Regions from separate parts of the Sus scrofa genome. Here region 2 is linked to region 1. The links are chromatin contacts, called in public Hi-C maps. All regions are on one chromosome and are shown on one strand. Each heading gives the region's core, a stretch centred on a gene start, on an enhancer-like site or on the middle of the called end of the contact. The rest is flanking DNA. Distances are from core to core; before and after follow the strand shown.

Region 1 (2,944 bases), core at 189-2,688:
CTCTCATTCTGTGGACTGCCTTTTAATTTCCTGGGTGAAAATGTGAGGATGTGCTTTGAAACACAAGAGTCTTTAATTCTGGTGAAGTCCAAGCTATCTATTTTTCTCTTTTGTTGCTTTGTATTTTTTGTTTTATATATATATATATATTTGCTTTGTACTTTTGGTTTCATATATATATATAATTATTTTCTTTGGCCATGTCTGTGGCATGTGGAGGTTCCTGGGCCAGGGCTCAAAGCTGCGCCACAGCAATCCAACCTGCTGCAGTGACAATGCTGGGTCCTTAATCCACTGTGCCACAAGTGAAGTCCACTTTTGGTGTTCTATTTAAGAAACCATTGCCTGATCCAAGATCGTGAAGATTTACCCCTACTTTCTTCTTAGACTTTAATAGTTTTACATTTTACATGTAGGTCTTTGTTCCATTTTTGAATTAATTTTTCTGTATGGTGTGAGGTAGGGTCCAACCTCACTCTTTTACATTTGGATATCCTGTCGCCCCAGCACCATCTGTTGAAAAGATTATGCTTTCCCCTAGGGAAGTTTCTTCATATCCTTGTTGAAAAATCAATTGACTAAATGATGGAGTGGTTTTGAGCCCCCTCATTACACTAGTTTTATTCTCTGAGTGTGCTGAGTATCCTTTTGTGTTTGCACCTCTGAAATGCAGAGTCTCAAGCAGGGAGATGATTCCCTGGATGTGCCCTGAGCAGCTCAGAAAAGAGCATGACCATCACCTCCCTCAATCTAGATTTTCTACTCCTGTTAACATGATCTAAAACAGCATCAGCTTTTCTGCAGCTACATATACAACACTCTTGGGGAATTACAGGAAACTTTTTAGATTCTGAGGTTGGGATCACCTTGTGGAAAGGAAGGGAGATAAGAGTTTATGAGATGAGTAGTGACCTGCAAAAGCTGTATTCATCAGGAGAATGGGTATAATATAAAGGAAATGGCCCGGAGTTCAAAAGCAGGGGACCATGGTCTGGTTGTGTTGTTCACTCACAACTTCAGGCAACTCCCTTCCCCTCTCTAGGTTCAGCAGCCTCTTCAGGAAAATGAGAAGATGGGACTAGATGGGGAATGGAAAGGCTGGATTTCCCTGTGAACCCCTGTTGACATGCAACAGCTGCCTGGATGGTTCTGCTAAAGGCTCAGCAGAGAAAGACGGCTGGGATCTCCTAGTGATGTCTGCCACGGGCTCCACGTGCATTGCCTGAACACAGACGAGACCTAGGGCTAAGGGTCCTTCTAGCACTCTGCACTCCATGATTCTGTGACTCAGCCGACCCTTGGCCTGGTGCCAACAGAAGGCTCTCTGCCAAGCCAGGCTGGCTCTGCCCCAGCAGACAGCCTGAGGGAAGGCAGGCAGGCAGGCCAGCTTCTCTGTGGCGTCCTCTCTGCCAAATGCTCTTTCCTGGACGTGTGGAAGCTGAGCTGCAGCTGCCGCCCAATTCCACTGTTGGCCCAGCCTCTGGAGGACACAGGACCTGAATGACAGCTCCAGGCTGACAATGGAGGTCACGTGGAGATGGAAGAGAGGCGGCTGGTTTCAGCATTAGCATCTCTCACATGGACAGTGTGCCAGTGCTCGGCAAATGCTTCCAGCCCAGTGCCCCAGGCCAAACAATTGCACGAGACCTGGGGGTGCCAGCAGCTCCAAGGGCAGCGCTGGGAACACTCTTGTGAGAAAGCTGCCTGGGTGTCTCCTCACCCAGAGACCAAAAGGCCTCCCAAGATGAGGTGGGGCACAGGGTGCAGCCCAAGCCCCCAGCCCTGGGTGGGTCAGCCCCAAAGATGCCAGGACAGGGCCTGCAGGGCCCCTGCCCACAGCCTCACGAAGGGGAAGTCAGCTCACGCAGGTCTTCCGGACCCCGGAAGCGCGGAGAGCAGGTCTGGCTGTCTCGGTTCACACGTCACAGCCCACATCAAAGGGTCGAGCAGGTCAAAGGCCTTCAAACTTTCCACACCTGTGTGCTGCAGCCCTTCTGCCACTTGGCCGCTGCCAGGCACTGCCTGGTTCCCAGCCCTGCCTGCCAGCCGCTCTGCTGTCCACCTGCCCACCGGGGCCCAGGTGGAGCCCGGGGGGAGGCACCTGGCTTCAGGGCTGAGGCCTTTCTGGTGGTGGCTCCCAGACTTTGTTTCTCAGATGCTCTGCCTGCCAGCTCGCAGCATCCCTCGGCCTGGCCTCTGGAAGCCCATGGCCTTCCCGGTACTGGCGCTGAGTTCGCTCCCCCTTCCTTTGTAACCGGCTCTGGCTCACAGATCCAGCCCCTTTCCCTACCCCAGCCAGGCCCTCGAACCCGGCCTAGCCCAACTTGGCCTCTCGTTCTGCTCATCCCTCCCGCCCAGTGCCAGGCTTAGGCAAGGACTGTGTTCTCCCATCCGGACTAGGTTCGTGGGCGATGGTACCAATTCTGTCCCTGGCGCTGTGTGCAATTAGGCCTTGAGCGGTGCGTCGACTAGCAGTTTAAGTGTGGGCTCGGGAACCAGACCGCCTGGGTTAGATCCCAGCTTGGTGGTTTTGGCAAGTGGCTAGATCTCTCTCTGCCTCCGTTTCCTCACATTTAAAATGGGCAACAGAAGCATTACTACCTCAAGGACTTGCTGGAAGAGTTCAAAATAGCTCCCGGCATCGAGCAAACATTCAAAGGTGTTATTTATCCTGCATTCATTGGCCAGTATTGTGTGAACATCTACTATGGACCAAAACTTTTCTAGACATCCAAAGACTACTTTTAATAGTCGTCCTATAGATGAAAAAGCATGACAGGAACTCCCGTCGTGGCGCAGTGGTTAACGAATCCGACTAGGAACCATGAGGTTGCGGGTTCAATCCCTGCCCTTGCTCAGTGGGTTAAGGATCCGGCGTTGCCGTGAGCTGTGGTGTAGGTTGCAGACGTGGCTCGTATCCCGCGTTGCTGTGGCTCTGGTGTAG
Region 2 (2,944 bases), core at 239-2,738, 140 kb before region 1:
ATGACGCGTAGGGGGGTCACCTCAGTCTGATGCAGGGGTGCTCAGCCTCACTGATACTTGTGGCCAGGTCATCGTTTGTCATGGGAGGGGCTGTCCTGCACTTCGTAGGATGTTCAGCAGCCTCCGTGACCTCTAGCCACTAGACACCAGGAGGGTTACCCCCCCCATTGTAACAACCAACGTTGTCTCCAGCCTTTGCCAAGTGTCCCCAGTTGAGACCTACCGGTCCAACGCCTTCATTTTATAAATAAGGAAACTGAAGAATTCCTGTAGTGGCTCAGCAGTAACGAACCCAACTAGTATCCATGAGGACGTGGGTTCAGTCCCCGGCCTCGCTCAGGGGGTTAAGGATCTGGCGTTGCCGTGAGCTGTGGTGTAGGTCGGAGACGCAGTTCAGATCCTGTGTGGCTGTGGCTGTGGCTGTGGCATAGGCCAGCAGCAACAGCTCCCATCCAGGCCCCAGCCTGGGAACCTACATATGCCATGGGTGTGGCTGTAAAAGGAAAAAAAGTTACGAAAATGCAGTGTGCATCCACCATTACCATGCGTTTGGTTCAGACTGGTCACATTTGAAGTGCTCATCACCAGGGTGGCCCGGGGCTGCCCTGCTGGTCTGTGCCGCTCGGGTCTAGCATCGGTGCCCCGACAGCTTGGTAGGGCTGCCTCCCGTGCGTTTCCCGAGGTGTCAGCTTTCGTATCTGTTCAGTAGGGGTTGGTTTAGATGAACTTCCTACCAGTCTGTAGCTGGATTATTGAATGATGGATTTCTTGAATGGTTTTTGTATGTTAGCTGAATAGGAAATTTGGCTTGATTGGAAGGTTGTTATCATGGCAGAATGATCCCTTTTCCTTTTAATATTTAGCCTGGACCTGCCCCAGTTAAAGAGGAGCAACCTGATACTAACTGCCCAGGTCAGCTTCTCCTTCTCCTCTCACCATGCGTTAGAAAAGATGGGGTATCAAATACAGGTCATGGACAGTGGATGGGCTGTTTCATCAGCCACCCTGGTTTTGATACAACCATTTAAAAATACATTAATTAAACATTTTTAAGAAGAGGAATCTGATTACCCTTTGCTCCCAGAAAACTTTTGTGTGTGTTGCTAGGTTCCTTGGGTAAAATACTCAGTATCAAAATGGAATGAAGGTGGAGTTCTTGCTGTGGCTCAGCGGTAATGATCCCGAGCAGTATCTGTAAGGGTGTGGGTTCAATCCCTGGCCTCGCTTAGTAGGTTAAGGATCCAGGATTTCCGTGAGCTGTGGTGTAGGTCACGGACGTGGCTCAGATCTCGCATTGCTGTGGCGCTGGCGTAGGCTGGCAGCTGTAGCTCTGATTAGACCCCTAGCCTGGGAACCTCTGTATGCCGTGGTTGCGGCCCTAAAAAAGACGAAAAAAAAAAAAAGGAATGAGGGCAGCAGAATGGAATGAAGGCTGAACTCTTCATCCCCACTGAGGGCGGATGTTGGCACCGAGGCAGTCTGTGCAGAGGAAATGTGGATGCTGAGTCATCGCTGGGTCAGCCCATGTCCCTGCCGGCCGGGGTGTCTTCTCAGCCAGCTGCCAACATTTGCTCTCTTGACGGAGGCTGAGCATTCAGAGAGCATTTGAAAGAACTTTCCCAGTGGAAGTAGAACCTACACATACTTTTAAACTTAACATTTTTATAGAAGTTTACATTATCCTTGGGTTAACATAGCACTCGTTATCACAAATTTCTTTAGGGAGGATTAATATACCAAGCACGGAGTTCTCGTTGTGGCTCAATGGGTTAAGAACCGGACTAGTATACACAAGGATGAGGCTTTGATCCCTGGCCTTGCTCCGTGGGTTAACCATGTGGCATTGCTTTTTGATCCCTGGCCTTGCTCCGTGGGTTAACCGTCTGGCATTGCCAAAAGCTGCAGTGTCGCTCACAGACGTGGCTGGGATCTGGCATTGCTGTGGCTGTGGTGTTGGCGGGCAGCTGCAGCTCTGATTTGACCCCTAGCCTGGGAACCTCCATATGCTGCAGGTGTGGTCCCCGTCCCCCTCAAAAATACACCAGGCTCAGTCAAATCATTGCAGAGTGCTTTTCTGCGCTTGAAGATGGTTATTTATACCGCGTTAGTTAAACCGAACGGATTTCTCTGTTTTCCATTTCGGGTTGGGATCCTGGGATCAGTGGGTGACAGAGCGGGAGCTGGTCTAGGGTGATGCTGGTGGGACAGGCTGGGAAAGGCCTTGAGGACAGGTTCCTGCAGTGGCGGGGCAGACCCAGACGGCAGCGCGTGGAGGGCAGAGAGAGGTCCCGCAGTGCAAGCTGCACTTGGGGACGGCTGTGTGGTCCAGCCTTCCAACAGGCTTGGAGGGATGCAGAATGAGCACCTCGGTCACCAGGGGAGGAGTGGACGGGAGGAGGGTTTCTTTCAAAGCCGAGATTTGAGCCCATGGAGAAGGAAACTCTTAGGCCCAGCTGGGGCAGAGAGGTGGTGGTGAAGTAGATTGAACGTCAAGGTCGCTGTTGCACAGGCCGTGGGGAGGACGTTCAGGATGCCGGGAGCTGGGAGGAGAGGCAGATGGGAGCCGGGTGTCACTAGGAGGAGGGCGTGAGGGGGAGGCTTGAGGTCCTTGCTGCCCGTGGGGCTCTGAAGGAGAAGGTGGTTTGGCGTTTTGGCAGAGTTACTACATTTCTGAAAGATCACCTTTAATTTTATGTATTTTAAAAGTGTGTGCAGTTACCATTTTTTGCAGGCAGTATTACTGAGGTATAATTTTGCATGTCGTACAATTCACCTGTCCTATAATTTGGTGATTATTTATTTATTTATTTATTTATTGGTCTTTTTAGGGCCACACTCGTGGCATATGGAGGTTCCCAAGCTAGGGGTCCAGTCGGAGCTGTAGCCGCCGGCCTACACCATAGCCACAGCCACAGCAATGTGGGATCGAAGCTGTGTCTGCGAC

What was found. Hi-C and Micro-C count contacts between places; a contact is called where the count stands out from the background.
Region 2: a contact with region 1 is called in a Hi-C map of liver, with 1.6 times the contacts expected there. The contact joins two enhancer-like sites. A contact is called at or near these places in 1 of 47 Hi-C or Micro-C datasets (liver) and 1 of 2 datasets of contacts at active chromatin or transcription factors (alveolar macrophages).

What each region holds. Positions count from the first base shown.
Region 1 is chr7:114,057,910-114,060,853 of Sscrofa11.1, reverse strand. All of the region lies in intron 1 of RIN3 (ras and Rab interactor 3), which reads right to left. Among named protein-coding and RNA genes, the nearest start is that of RIN3, 24 kb to the right of the region's middle. Within about 2 kb of position 1,438, at least 36 of the 83 cell types and tissues checked have an H3K27ac peak or open chromatin away from gene starts, as enhancers often do. A contact at or near this core is called in alveolar macrophages and liver, where this site is marked.
Region 2 is chr7:114,196,290-114,199,233 of Sscrofa11.1, reverse strand. The region is part of intron 2 of LGMN (legumain); the gene reads left to right. Among named protein-coding and RNA genes, the nearest start is that of LGMN, 12 kb to the left of the region's middle. Within about 2 kb of position 1,488, at least 38 of the 83 cell types and tissues checked have an H3K27ac peak or open chromatin away from gene starts, as enhancers often do. A contact at or near this core is called in alveolar macrophages and liver, where this site is marked.